Regions from separate parts of the Mus musculus genome. Here regions 1 and 3 are each linked to region 2. Evidence: chromatin contacts called from public ChIA-PET and HiChIP or PLAC-seq data. All regions are on one chromosome and are shown on one strand. The core of a region is the stretch at or near the end of the contact, and the rest is flanking DNA. Distances in the headings are between cores, read along the strand shown.

The links. ChIA-PET counts read pairs in DNA pulled down with a chosen protein or histone mark. HiChIP or PLAC-seq counts read pairs in DNA pulled down with a chosen protein or histone mark.
Region 1: an HNF4G HiChIP or PLAC-seq map of pancreatic cancer cells shows a contact between it and region 2. The contact joins two enhancer-like sites. A contact is called at or near these places in 1 of 115 datasets of contacts at active chromatin or transcription factors (pancreatic cancer cells) and 2 of 9 other capture datasets (adipose tissue and embryonic stem cells).
Region 3: a contact with region 2 is called in an RNA polymerase II ChIA-PET map of memory CD8 T cells, with 16 read pairs. The contact joins the promoter of Thap1 here to the enhancer-like site in region 2. A contact is called at or near these places in 5 of 39 promoter capture datasets (embryonic stem cells, hippocampal neurons, liver and 2 more), 7 of 115 datasets of contacts at active chromatin or transcription factors (craniofacial prominence, effector CD8 T cells, embryonic stem cells and 2 more) and 2 of 9 other capture datasets (liver and pancreatic islet).

What each region holds. Positions count from the first base shown.
Region 1 is chr8:25,153,546-25,157,769 of GRCm38.p6, reverse strand. It overlaps Tacc1 (transforming, acidic coiled-coil containing protein 1), which reads left to right. Exons shown (of 13, transcript NM_177089.5): 13 at 1-3,218. Among named protein-coding and RNA genes, the nearest start is that of Mir8108, 3.6 kb to the left of the region's middle. Within about 2 kb of position 2,354, at least 12 of the 459 cell types and tissues checked have an H3K27ac peak or open chromatin away from gene starts, as enhancers often do. A contact at or near this core is called in pancreatic cancer cells, where this site is marked.
Region 2 is chr8:25,651,331-25,655,527 of GRCm38.p6, reverse strand. All of the region lies in intron 3 of Nsd3 (nuclear receptor binding SET domain protein 3), which reads right to left. Among named protein-coding and RNA genes, the nearest start is that of Nsd3, 13 kb to the right of the region's middle. Within about 2 kb of position 1,422, at least 96 of the 459 cell types and tissues checked have an H3K27ac peak or open chromatin away from gene starts, as enhancers often do. A contact at or near this core is called in effector CD8 T cells, memory CD8 T cells and pancreatic cancer cells, where this site is marked.
Region 3 is chr8:26,155,499-26,159,588 of GRCm38.p6, reverse strand. It overlaps Thap1 (THAP domain containing, apoptosis associated protein 1), which reads right to left and starts at 1,420. Exons shown (of 3, transcript NM_199042.2): 1 at 1,068-1,420. The coding sequence starts at 1,138.

The sequences.
Region 1 (4,224 bases), core at 1,105-3,604, 500 kb after region 2:
TTAGGCTATATTCTGAGGCCTACTGTCTTTTAACATTTTGTACAAAAAAGAAGAAAAAAAACCCCAACAACCCACAAGCAGACAGAAGTTATCTGTGGTTGGAGAAATGGCTTGACAATCATTTGGGCTCTGAATTTTGTCACAGTGGCTTAATGCAAAGCCCATAGCAGTAGACATAGTGTCATGTTCAAGTGTCTTCAAGGGTCATAACCAATGTCAGCTTAGCCGTCTTCCGCAAGGGAAGTTAATTTTGCATTTTAAGAAGCAACGCAGGAATTCTTGCTAGTGTTACGGCGGCATCAGTGTGCGCTCATTTTATATTGACTTATTTTCAGTATGGAAAGCTTAAGAGGGTCTCCATCGGAAATCTCTTGTTCCCTGATTTTTTTTTTCTTTTAATAGTACTGAGATTGTACCCAGGGTCTTGAACATGCTAAGCAAGTGCTTTATCATGGAACTGTATCTTCCCCTGTCATCTTTCTAAGCATGCATATTTTTAAAGTGTCCTGTGCTGTGCTGTATGTTAGGCATAGGAGAGGAGCAGTGGCTGTCCCTCCCTGCACACTGGCAGACGGGCCTTGAATAACAGGCCCTGCTAAATGAAGCTGCCGTACAGGGGACATGAACTAGCCCTCTAAGCAGTGTTTGCCAGTGGCCTCTTAGTCATCACCATTACCAGGAAAATGTTCACAACGTCCAGCTTTCGAAGATCCTCCGCCAAGAATAAGAATGTAGCTTGCACAACTGGCAAATTAAGAAAATATACTAGGCAGAGTAAAGTCTATTTATTTATTTTGTTTTAATTATATAAGCCCTAAAAAGCTTTTTAGCACCCTGGAGAGTAAAAAATATAAAGTCGTCTTCAACACACGCTAGGGGCCAAAAGCTTCTTTGTTAGGTGATTAGAAGGGGGGACCAGGCATGGTGGCACATGCCTATAACCCTAGCACCCTGGAGGCAGAGGCAGGGACTAAAAGTTCAGGCCTCGACTGGGCTATACCGTGGGGCCCTTGTTTTCAAAGACTTGAAAGCTGTGTCTGGTGGTAGCGTTTGCCGACCATGTGCCAGGCACTGTTGCCAATCCCCAGCACTGTCAAACAAGATATAAAACACAGGAGAAAGGCTCACAGTGGCTTGTGGGATATTAGACGATCTCATTGAGAACCGTTTCTTCAGTTCTGCTTTGCCAAAGTACAGGCAATTCTTAACCTGTCCGTCAGCATTACAGACTGACCCAGCTTACGGTGGGTCGGAAAGCAGTGCTCGCTCTGTTTGGAGACCGGGAATTCCCCTACACTTCATATTCTCTGAAGCTCTAATGTGGATTCAGGCATCTTGAGAAACAGACCAAATTAGGAAGTCCTGAAGCACAGGGCTGGGAGGCCCAGAGTGGATGGGATGAAATCCCTGATTTCAGGGTTATAGCTTAACGCTAAACTTCCTTTCCAGCCAGTGGCCCTGTTCCCCCTGCAGACATGCCTGTGTACAAAAGCTTGCTCAATCGCTCGCTCACTGGGCAGCCCTGGGCTGAGCATGGCAGGCCAAAGACTTCCCTTTCAGCAAAGATGGCGCAGGCTAGAAAGGGCACTCTGCGGCTCACAGTCTCTTTAGGATCTGTGGCCTAAGTTCAGGGCATGCTGAATTGAAAGTGGCGTGGCCCTTCTGAAGCCCCCTTCCCAATTCCCCGGGGCTCCATTTCAGATGATCTCTCTGCTCAGCTGTTCCTGCTGTGTCTCTGTAGGACTGTGGCCCTCTAAGCTCCCTCTCAGGTTTTGTTTGTTTGTTTTTTTTTTAAAGTCTTCTTGGGAAGAGAGAATATAGATGTTGAAAGAGTAAATGATTTAGGCAAGGAATTTAAAGATGTATCTATTATAGAGAATTTTAAAGGTAACAGATTACTATTTACTTACTAATGAACAGATAGGGTCTGGGAGTCCCAGAACACCAAGCCAAAGGTTGAAGAAATCACCTTTCAAAAAGTTTTAATAATGAATTTATTTCCTGATGTCCAGGAAAGGTTTGACTGGCCTCCAGGTTACGATTTTTTTTTAAGCAATTTAACAGGGCTGGGGATGTAGCTCAGTTGGTGACACACTTGCTCAGCATGCACACGTCCCTGGATGTCATCCTCCACCCCCCCACCCCCCAGTTCTGGGGGAAAAAAAAAGAAAAATTTACTACTAAGTCCTTCCTGTGTGGAGAGAAAAGGGAACTGCATATAGAGCCAGTGCCTCTCCATAGGCCTTCTGCTAGAACAGAGTAAGGCAAGCACTTGGCACTGCATAGACTGCACTTCTCGTAGTTTCCATCTGAATGCAGCCCCCCTGTCCGTGCCTCTCCGCATGCAGTTAGATTTGGACAAATAAGATTCCTGAGGAATGACTCTCTTAATTGCGCCGCGGTTCCAGCTTTATGTAAACACACACACACCCCAGTTATAGTTCTAGTTTGGAGATGCTGCTGCCATGTTGGCCTCAGGTAGGCTGTGTGATGTTTTCACCACTCAGAGGCCGCCAAGTGTGGGGCTGAGGTCTGGCCTGAACCTTCCCTGTATGGTGTCTTCAATACCAACTGTCAGGATGCCTCTCTTAGGCCCCTGCCTTCTCGTAGTTTCTGAGAAGGCCCAGCAAAAATGCTTCCCACCCTCAGTTAATAGTAACTGATTCTACTATTTGTAATCTTTCAAATGGACACATAGAAATCTGAACTCTGAAACCACATCCAGACCAGATACAGGGCAGTGTGACGGTCACACCCGCAGCCTTGGCTTTGACCCTTGCAGTCCTTGGGACAGGATTCAGGCACCCTGTTAAGTCTCCAAGGCATCGGTCAGCTTTCCAGTCCTGCTGTTAGCGAGTCTGTGTTTGCCAATACATACCCACTGTACTAACGTGCCAAGTGTTTATTGCACATTTGCTCCCACTGTGTCCCAACAACCCCAGCCCCTCCCCTGCCTCCTCGTGCCCTGGAGTGCGTGAGGAGACCCTCACTGGGGTGGAGGTGGAGGGAGGCACACACTGCCTTGACTCCTGCTGTCAGGACGGTGTTGTGTGGAGCAATCATCCTCATAGATTTTATACACATAGTAATTTCCCTTTTTATATGTCAGGTAAATATTTGTAAAAGTTATACTCACACAAAAGAAATTATTATGATAATTACTAATATATTTTTTCCATGTTTCATTGCCTGAATAAAAACCGTTTACCACTGTTGCATCCGGGGTGTGTTGTCTTCCCTGGCCGTCAGTTTTCTTACCCATGACTGTTTACTGAAGCCTCCGGATTTCTGTCTGAATACAGAAAGCGTGGCATTTCCTTGCTCTCGTTCTCCGGGGCTTCATGCATTTCATTGGGCATGTAATTGAAAATAAAACAAACTCTGGAATTCCGACCTCGGCTGTAGAAACCACCATGACGGCATCTGTGCAACACAACTTTTGCTGAGTGCTCTGTGGTCTCGCCAGAAGTCGGTCCACCCTGGCGTTTTGTTCAAACCCGCAGAAGCAAAGCTGCTCCAAGCTCTCCAACTTTCGGAAGGGCCCAGGTGAGCAGGAGCTGGGTAGAAAGTAGCTGGTGCTTCATGCGTTTCCTAGGTCTGAGTAAGGACTTTACACACACTAGTTGGGCGGGCTCTCCATCTAGGGGTGGGCCAGGGTAAAACTGGAAGAGAAGAGCGGATAGCAGAGGAATCAGGAACTCCCTTCCCTGCTTATTTTGAGGCTCTGCATACTACTCGCCAGCCTGTGGTGGTTCTGGTTTTGGGGCAGTGCAGGGCACTTTGTCCTTCTCACCAGTGTGTTCTGGCTGTAGAGGAAATGCTAGCTACAACAGGTCTCATTTTCTTAGCATTATTGGGGAGATAAGATGAAAATTTGCCGCCTTAGATAAACCATCTTGTTTTTTTTGTTTTAGTCAAAAGTAGGAGCCAGGCATGGTGGTGGTGCACTCTTTCAGTCCCAGCACTTGGGAGTTAGAAGCGGGTGGATCTCCGTGAGTTTGAGCCCAGCCTGGTCTACATACAAAGCTCAAGGACACTCAGGGCTACATGGAGAAACTCTGTCTCAAAGGAAGGCCCCTTTGCCTGATAGAAGTCTTTGGCATGGAAGGATGAGGCAACAGTTTAGCCTTGGTTGGGGAGAGCACATAGGCCCCTCGTTTAGGTAGAGAATACTAGCAGGGAGCTGAGATTCTTGAGTTCCCAAGACTCTCTTTTAGAAGCATT
Region 2 (4,197 bases), core at 173-2,672:
TTATATCCGAGAAATAATGCAGGGCTAGAGAGATGGCTCAGTGGTGGGAGCATCGAGGGATCCCCAGGGAACTAGAGTCTGCACCAGCACCCACATCAGGCAGCTCATAACTTCCTCTACCTCTAGCTCCAGAGACTCTCAGATGCACATACCCACAACCAGAATTAAGTCTGTTAAAAATCCTTTTGTGCCAGGCGGTGGTGGCACACGCCTTTAATCCCAGCACTTAGGAGGCAGAGGCAGGGGGATTTCTAAGTTCGAGGCCAGCCTGGTCTACAAAGTGAGTTCCAGGACAGCCAGAGCTACACAGAGAAAACCTCGAAAAACAAAAACAAAAACAAAAACAAAAATCCTTTTATGAGTGGGGGTTATGAGGACTGACTGCCATGAGGGCCTTGGGCACACTTTGGGGTGCAGGGTAGGGTGCTGCTTGCCCATCCCGACGTGCCACATGCCACCACTGTCCTGGATGCCCTTCTTTGTACCCAGCCATGTGACCGAATCCCACTTCTGGTACTTTGTGTCACAGCTAAAGAAGATGGTTTAGTTAGGGGTAGGCAGTGCTCTGTGGGCGGGTGTTTGGGAAGTCAGCACAGCATATACTCGTGCAGTGGTACAGACAGCATGTACAGAGAGTATTGGGACCTGACCACTGCTGGTACCTTCACATAGTGCTACCAAGACATGGTTGCCCAGCACCATATCTGTGCTCGCTCCATCCAGAGTTAAAGCGGAAGAGACTGCAGCAGGCAAGTGCCGCTGGCCAGATGTCAAGCAGTTCTACGACTCCACAATCAAGTGTCCAGTGCCCCAGTGCATGCTGTGGCACCAGCACAAGCCACGACTCAAGATGCCCCAACCTTCTCTTACACCCAGAGACTCACTGAGTAAGACTTCAGAGTCAAAGAAAGTCTTTAAAGTAGGGGCTATAAAGAAGGCAAAGCACTAAAGAGCACATTGCTCTTGCAGTGTTATATTTGTATATCAGTGATATACAAAAAGACCAGGCTTTTTTCAGCACCCACACAGAGGCTCACAACCAACTCTACTCCAAGGATGCAATACTCTTCCTGCACCCCAGGCACCACGCACACAGATGGGGCACATACACACCTGCAGGCAAAACACCCATGCTTTTAAAAAACTATGTACTTTTGAAAACTTTAAAAATATTGTTGGTGTGAAAAGGCAACGTGGGCATGCTGGCAGGTGGCACATGCTTTATTCCACACTCAGGAAGCAGAGGCAGGCAGATCTCTTCAAGTTCAAGGCCAGTCAAGTCTGCATGATGAGACCCTGTCACAGAGAAGAGAAGAAGGGGAGGGAGGGGGGGGAGAGAAGCACGCATGAGGCATGAGGCTGAGAAAAGAGAAGATGGCTGAGCAGATAAGCACACTTGATGTACAGGCATGAGGATGTGAGTCATATCCTCAGCACCAGGGTGAGAATCCAGGCATGACCTCATACGTCTGCCTGTAAGCCAGTGCTGTAAAATGGAGGCAGGACGACAGCTGGGTTTTCTGGCCATCAGCTAAACTGCAGATTCAGTAGGAAATCCAGATGCAAAGGGAATGATAAAGTAGACAGTGATATACAATGAGACACCCAGCACCCTCCTCCAGGTCAGTGTGTGTGCACAGGTGAACACACCTACACACTCACAGAGTAAACATCCATGCTACGTGACACAGTACTCAGAAGCCCAAAGGCTCCAAGTCCCAGATCATCCTGGGCAACACAGTGACAAAACAACAACAACAACAACAACAACAAAACAAAACACCAACCCTCCCCAGGAAAAAGAAAATCTTCATTTACATGTCTATTAATTACAAATATGCAGAGAAAAATAATTACCTCAAAAATGTTTATTTTCTGAATATGGTGTGCGGGTGTTTTGTCTGCACATATGTGTATCTATGCATCAGTGCCTGGTGCTCAAGAAAGCCTGAAGAGAACATCAGATCCTGAAACTGGAGTTAAAGATTGTGTGTAGGTGCTGGGAATTGAACCCAGGTCCTCTGGAAGAGTGGGCATTGCTCATAACCACTGAGCCATCTCTCTAGCCCACCTCAAGCTTTATGACAAAATACAATTCATGCTTTTAATCAAAACATGAATGATTTTTCAATTCTAGATTCTCAAATTACTAAGAGTAATATAAACAAATTTTCTAGCACTAAAATAAAAACTGGCCTCGATGAAGTCATCTGATTAGTGGATGAATTAATGACTCAAGCAGTGAAGACTGCAAATGCCTTCAGAGGATGAGCTCAGTTCCCACCCAGTGCACCTCAGGAAGTTCAGGACTCGGCTGTAACTTCAGCTCAGGGGATCTAAGCCTCCAGGGCACCCACAGGCTTGTGCACGCCTCTCCCTCCCCATGCACACATACAAGAAAGAAAGTTTAAAAAGAAATTTGTAAAAACAACTCCTTAATCTCAAGAGATTGCTGTCTTGTGAGGAGAGAAGAGGAGAGCCATGACTCTCGGGTGGTATCACTTTGAAAGCTCTTAAGCCCTCGATATAGATGGACAGGAACTGTTTTAGTTCAGGAATTGATTTAGACTTCTTTGACAACGCCTGCCCATTCTCCATGAACAGAGCTATGGAAGTTCCAGCACAAGGCTGACCTAACCCCTTTTCCCACATGTACTGCTCTGAGTTATGACTGCAGGGGCGCAGCTGGCTGTAGAGCAAGGATTAGAACGTGGTTTTCAGACTACTTTGCTGAGACACAGGATCCACCCCATGGATAGCTGCTTTAAGCATCACAGAAGGAAATATTCACTAGGTAGGCTGCAGAGGTAGCTCAGCTGTGCTTGCCTTACTCGCAGAGGACCTGGGTCCATTCCCAGCACCCATTAAGCAGGTATGGTGGTGCACGCTATAACTCCAGCAGAGGGTAGAGGCAGGAGAATCAGAAATTTTACATCATCCTCAGCTTCATAGCAACTTTGAGGGCAGCCTAGGTTACATGAAAGTGCTTTTAAAAAAAATTAAGAAATACATAATACAACCATCTAATACAGTACCTTGCAAAACAACTTTGAGTTTCTTCATTCCTGCCCCACATCTACTCTCCCAGCCTTTAATCAGCACATGGTGCCAAGAAGAAAGTAAACAATACTTACTACTATACTTTGGCAGATTCTTAGCTATAGCCAGTGTCACCAGTAGGGCAAACCCCACAAATCTGACCTCTAGATACTTTTTTCTTCTCATTAATAATGCACAGGTATCAAAAAGGAAATTTAATGTCGAAAGAAAAGAGAAAAAAATTGTCACAGATAATGAAGAAGTCAACAGATGATAAAGATGTGTTCACAAAGCAGGTACTCAGAAATAAATTATAAGCCAAACTGTCTTTGAACTTAGCAATCACTTCCAGGTGGGAGATTCTTAGGAATATATCATGCTTGGACAAAGCACACATAGATATAGCTCTGCTTAGCTTGTAACACTCCTAAGGCACAGTTATCTATTATTGCTAGATCCAAGGCATATGTCTGTCCTCTCAAAAACTTTCCAGGTATATTTACAGTCATGAATGAGTCAGAAGAGAATAAAAGCACTGAGTGAAAGTTAATACAATCACCGTGTGAAATTTAATATGATGAAAAGTCCTTGTTTCAGTGAAAATGACTCGCATAGGAATCCATAGTGAACTTGTGTTCACCTGAGTGAGGCACGGTGAAGTCAGTCTGTAAGCCCTGAGCTCAGAATCATGAAGCAGAAGGGGATGGCCCAGACTCTACAGAATGTATCAAAACAAAATAAAACAAAACACAGGAGAGCTCAAAAAAGGCTTAGTCTATACATTAAACTCATATAAAATATCTAATCACTTACTAATATGCTTTCATTTTTAAGTGAAGTATGAAAGCCAGTAAATTAGTGTCTTTAAGATAAGGAAGCACGCCTTTAATCCCAGCACTCGGGAGGCAGAGGCAGGCGGATTTCTGAATTTGAGGTCAGCCTGGTCTACAGAGGGAGTTCCAGGACAGCCAGGGCTACACAGAGAAACCCTGTCTCGGAAAGCCAATAAACAAACAAACAAACAAACAAACAAACAAGAGGAACCACGAAAGAAATTCTAAACAAATCTAGGAGACAGGTATGGTGGCTACTTAGAAGACTGAGGTGAGACATTTCTAGTCCAAGGCTAGCCTAAGCTCACAGTTCCAAGCTGCAGTC
Region 3 (4,090 bases), core at 171-2,670, 500 kb before region 2:
TAGCTATCATCTGCATACAGTCAGGAATTCCTCCAAAACCTAACATAAAACTTGTAACAACAAATTTACCTGCCTAAAAATTGTCACATTTTGTGGACTGTTAGCATTAACAAACACCATCAGTAACGCTAATTCTATGACTTTCTTCTTTCAAGAGAGTATTTTTATTTTTCTCTTTAAAAAGATTTATTTATTATATATAAGTACACTGTAGCTGTCTTCAGACACATCAGAAGAAGGCGTCATTTCTCATTACGGATGGTTGTGAGCCACCATGTGGTTGCTGGGAATTGAACTCAGGACCTCTGGAGGAGCAGTCAGTGCTCTCAACCGCTGAGCCATCTCTCCAGAGTATTTTTCACCCTGGCTTCTTGATTGCTGCACCCACTACAAGAACGAGCCCTGACGGCTGTGGGGGTAAAGCTGGTATTCGCTCACATTAACCTTCACCACGGCAACAGAGTCAAGTGTGTGCTATCGTCTCGTTCTTCCTGTGTGTTGAAAGACAGGGGTTCATCTCGACAATACCAAGAGCCTCCTCTAAAGCCCATGGATGCTAAAGGTTGGTTCTTTGACGCTAGGACTTAAGAGTCCTCCCTGGCATCCCGGTCAGCTGCCCTGCTTCCTTCCCGGCATCCACAGTGAGGTCCGAAACCTGTCCTCCTCCCCCTGTGCGTTCCCAGCTCGACTTCCTCCCTATGTGCCACGGCCACGCCGCGGCTTGGGACGAAGAGGTACGCAGGGCTGCGAGAGGCTTCTGGGCGTCGCTCGCTCGCTTGCCCGCCCGCCGGAAACCCTCCGCGAGCGCGAAGGCGCGCGGTCTCAGCCCCCAGCGGAGGCCAAGACCAACGGAGACGCCGCGCGCCCGGGATGCGCAGCGGGGGCGCGCAGCCACGGGGACGCGCCCCCGTGGGTCCCCGCCCCCGCCGGCCCGGCCCGTCCGCCGCCCTGAGCGCCCGAGCGCCCGCCCCGCCTCCTCCAGGTCTCGCGCGGCCACGCGCCGGGCTCCGCCCCCACCCGCCCGCGCGCCCCTGTCGCCGCGGCCGCGGAGCACGCCAGTTACCTACTTGTGGAAGGAGACGGGCTTGTCCTTGTCGTAGCGGTTCTTGCAGCCGTAGGCGGAGCAGGACTGCACCATCCTTCTGGCCCTCCACACTTCCCTTCGGCCCGGGAGGCAGGCGAAGGGGGCCGTCGGGGTCGCCGCGCTCGGCCTTGATAACGCTCGCCGCTCTCGGTGGCGTCGGTCAGCAGTTACGGGGACGATCACCTCGCCGTGGGGTGGGGGTTGGGGTGGGGGAGTGACTACCCTGTCCGTTGTGGGGTTTGCTTTAGCAGAAGGACCACAGCTGTCGCCCGTCTCCCATCTTCAAGATGGCGGAGGCAGCTTCAGCCTCACCTCTCGCGAGGACTCGGCTCGCCGTCTCTGATTGGCTGAAGGTAACGTTCCCAGGGAAGCTGACCATTGGCTGGGGCGAGGCGCGCCTGTGGGGCGTGGTCAGCAGTGCGGAAGTGGGTGGGCCCTCTGCGCCTTGGCCGGAAGAGAGCGCGTTTGTTTGGGATCCTGACTGCAGTCGTTCTCGTAGTGGTGACTGTCGTTAATTTGTCCGGCGTTTTCTGCTGCAGCTTGATAAAGAACGGCCTGTTGGGTCCGAAAGCCTGCAGGAGAACGTGGAAGAGCTCGTCCCTGGCCATACGCAGTTTTTTTTTAAAGGGGGGGGAACCAGCAGATGCGTGGATTGTACAAACCTGTGGTCCACGTTCAGAATCCAGGTGACCGTCTAACTAGACAACGAGGACAAACGCGCATTTCATTTCCTCTAAGCTGGGAAGGAAGACCTTTTTTTTTTTTTTTAAATGTATGTGAGTACACTGTCGCTGTCTTCAGACACACCAGAAGAGGGCATCAGATCTCACTGCAGATGGTTGTGAGCCACCATGTGGTTGCTGGGAATTGAACTCAGGACCTATGTAAGAGCAGTCAGTGCTCTCAACTGCAGAGCCATCTTTCCATCCCTACAGTGCACTTCTGAACGTTGTTACCTTTGTGTAGGCGCAGCGATTTTTCAAGCTGAAGACAAGTGTTACAGGCTTGACCCTCTGTAGTTTGGAGTGTGTGGCGCATTCTCTCCCTTATAAACTATTTTCTGTACCCTTAAATATTGCTTCTCTTAAGGATCTATTTAGTGGCTACCATCTCTAGAACTTTGACTATTGAACCCACATACCATCTTTTCCTAGCTCGTTTTACTTGAGCACACATGGACTTGCCTTCAGAGTTATCAGGTATATGGTTTAATACATTCGCCAACTACTTAAATCTGAAATCCTGGTGTCACTGAGATAAAACAAAAAAACTAGGCTTTAATTCAGCAGAAAAGAACACTTGTTGCTCTTGCAGGTGACCCGGGTTCGATTCCCAGCACCCACAAGGCAGTTCACAACCATCTATAACTCCAGGCAGCTGGGCACCAGGCACACATGTTGTGGGTCAGAGGACAGTTTGTGGGAGTGGGTTCTCTCCTTCCACCTTGTGGGCTCTGGGACCTAACTCGGATCATTAGTCTTGATGCTAAGTGCTCTTATCAGCTGCTCCTAGGACCCCTTCCTCGAGACTTAGGTTAACCTCATAGAATAGAGAGGTTATTCTCTCACCACCATCCTTGAATTCAAGTACTCACAGTCTCAACTTTTTGTCAGTCCTAGTCTTCAGCTTTCTCTCTGTCCCTCATAAAAACACTGCCAGCCCCTTGTTTATAAAGCTTAGACATCCCAGGATACCTCTGTAGTGAATAAAGTCCAAATTGCTGATGATGGCAGCATAAGCAGCAGGTACTCCTGTGTTTGTACCATCTTCCCCTGCTTGTCCTTACACTCCTGTAACTGCTCAGATAGGCAGCTTTGCTTGGCCTGGGATGCCCGTCCCCTGACTGCTTCATCTTTCCTTAAGATGTATCTTGTGTGTTTTTTTCTGTCAGGTTTGCCTTATACCTTTTTGTTTTGGTGAAGTTGTGTACTTATGTCTGTAATTGTGTGCTGTAACATCTCTGTCTCATCTGACTGGGGTGCTGGGGAGGCTGGCAGCATCTTACTGAACCTGGTAGCCTCAGCAGCTCTGGTTGTCACAAATTAGGAGACATTGAATTAAATGGACCTAGAAACTGTACCTAAATTCGTTTCAGAGAAGTAGCTATATATTAGGAACACCAGAAGAGTGGTTTATTAACATTTTATAGGGTATTGATACTAGGTTCTCTACTTTAGTCCACTGCAAAGAAAAAAAAAATCATGATATGGTTAACAGATGGTACCCCAAAAATAATTTATGTAGTTACCTTAAACTCTGAACACATCATATGGCTTGTTATTTATTGAAAACCTGTTCTGTACTTCTGAGGGGCTATATAGTGAAGATGGGTGGTATAGTAGTCTGCCTTACTAGTTATTTTACTAAGCTAGTGTTCTGTAGTGAGAAGAAGGAGAGTCACACAGAAATTCGAAAAATGCTGGAGGAGGTTGCAGTTATTAAAGATGAGGCTAGGACTGGCCTACTAGAGGAAGCAACTACTGAAAGATTTCAAATTAGCTGTGAGGACATCTTCTGTACCTGGTGCCATGAGGCACGGGAAGCCCACCTCCCGAGGCCTGGGGATCCAGCCTGTTCAAGGAGAAGCAGAAGTGTGTTGGAGTTGCTGAGTGCAGTGGCTTGGGGGACAAGTAAGAGGAGAGGTTAGAGGATAAGAGCCTAAGGGGTTCTGCAGGCTGATGTAAGCTGCTGGTTTACCATGCTGAGGTTCTTGTGCTGAGCAACAACCTGTCTCCACAGTCAGCTTTGAAGCAGAAGGGTGATGCAGGTTTAAATACACTTCAAGTTCAGGCTTGGTAGCACACTCTTGTAATCTCAGCCTTCACAAAGGAAGGGCAAGAATTGTGCTGAGTCTGAGGACTACCTGGTCATAGTGAGTTCTAGCCAACCAAGGTATACAAAGTCAAAACCTATCGAAAAAATAAATTCTGCTGTGTTGAGATGGGAGTAGGGATGTGAGGTGTAACGTGGGCGGTAAGTGATCATTTATCTCGTTCATTAGTTCAT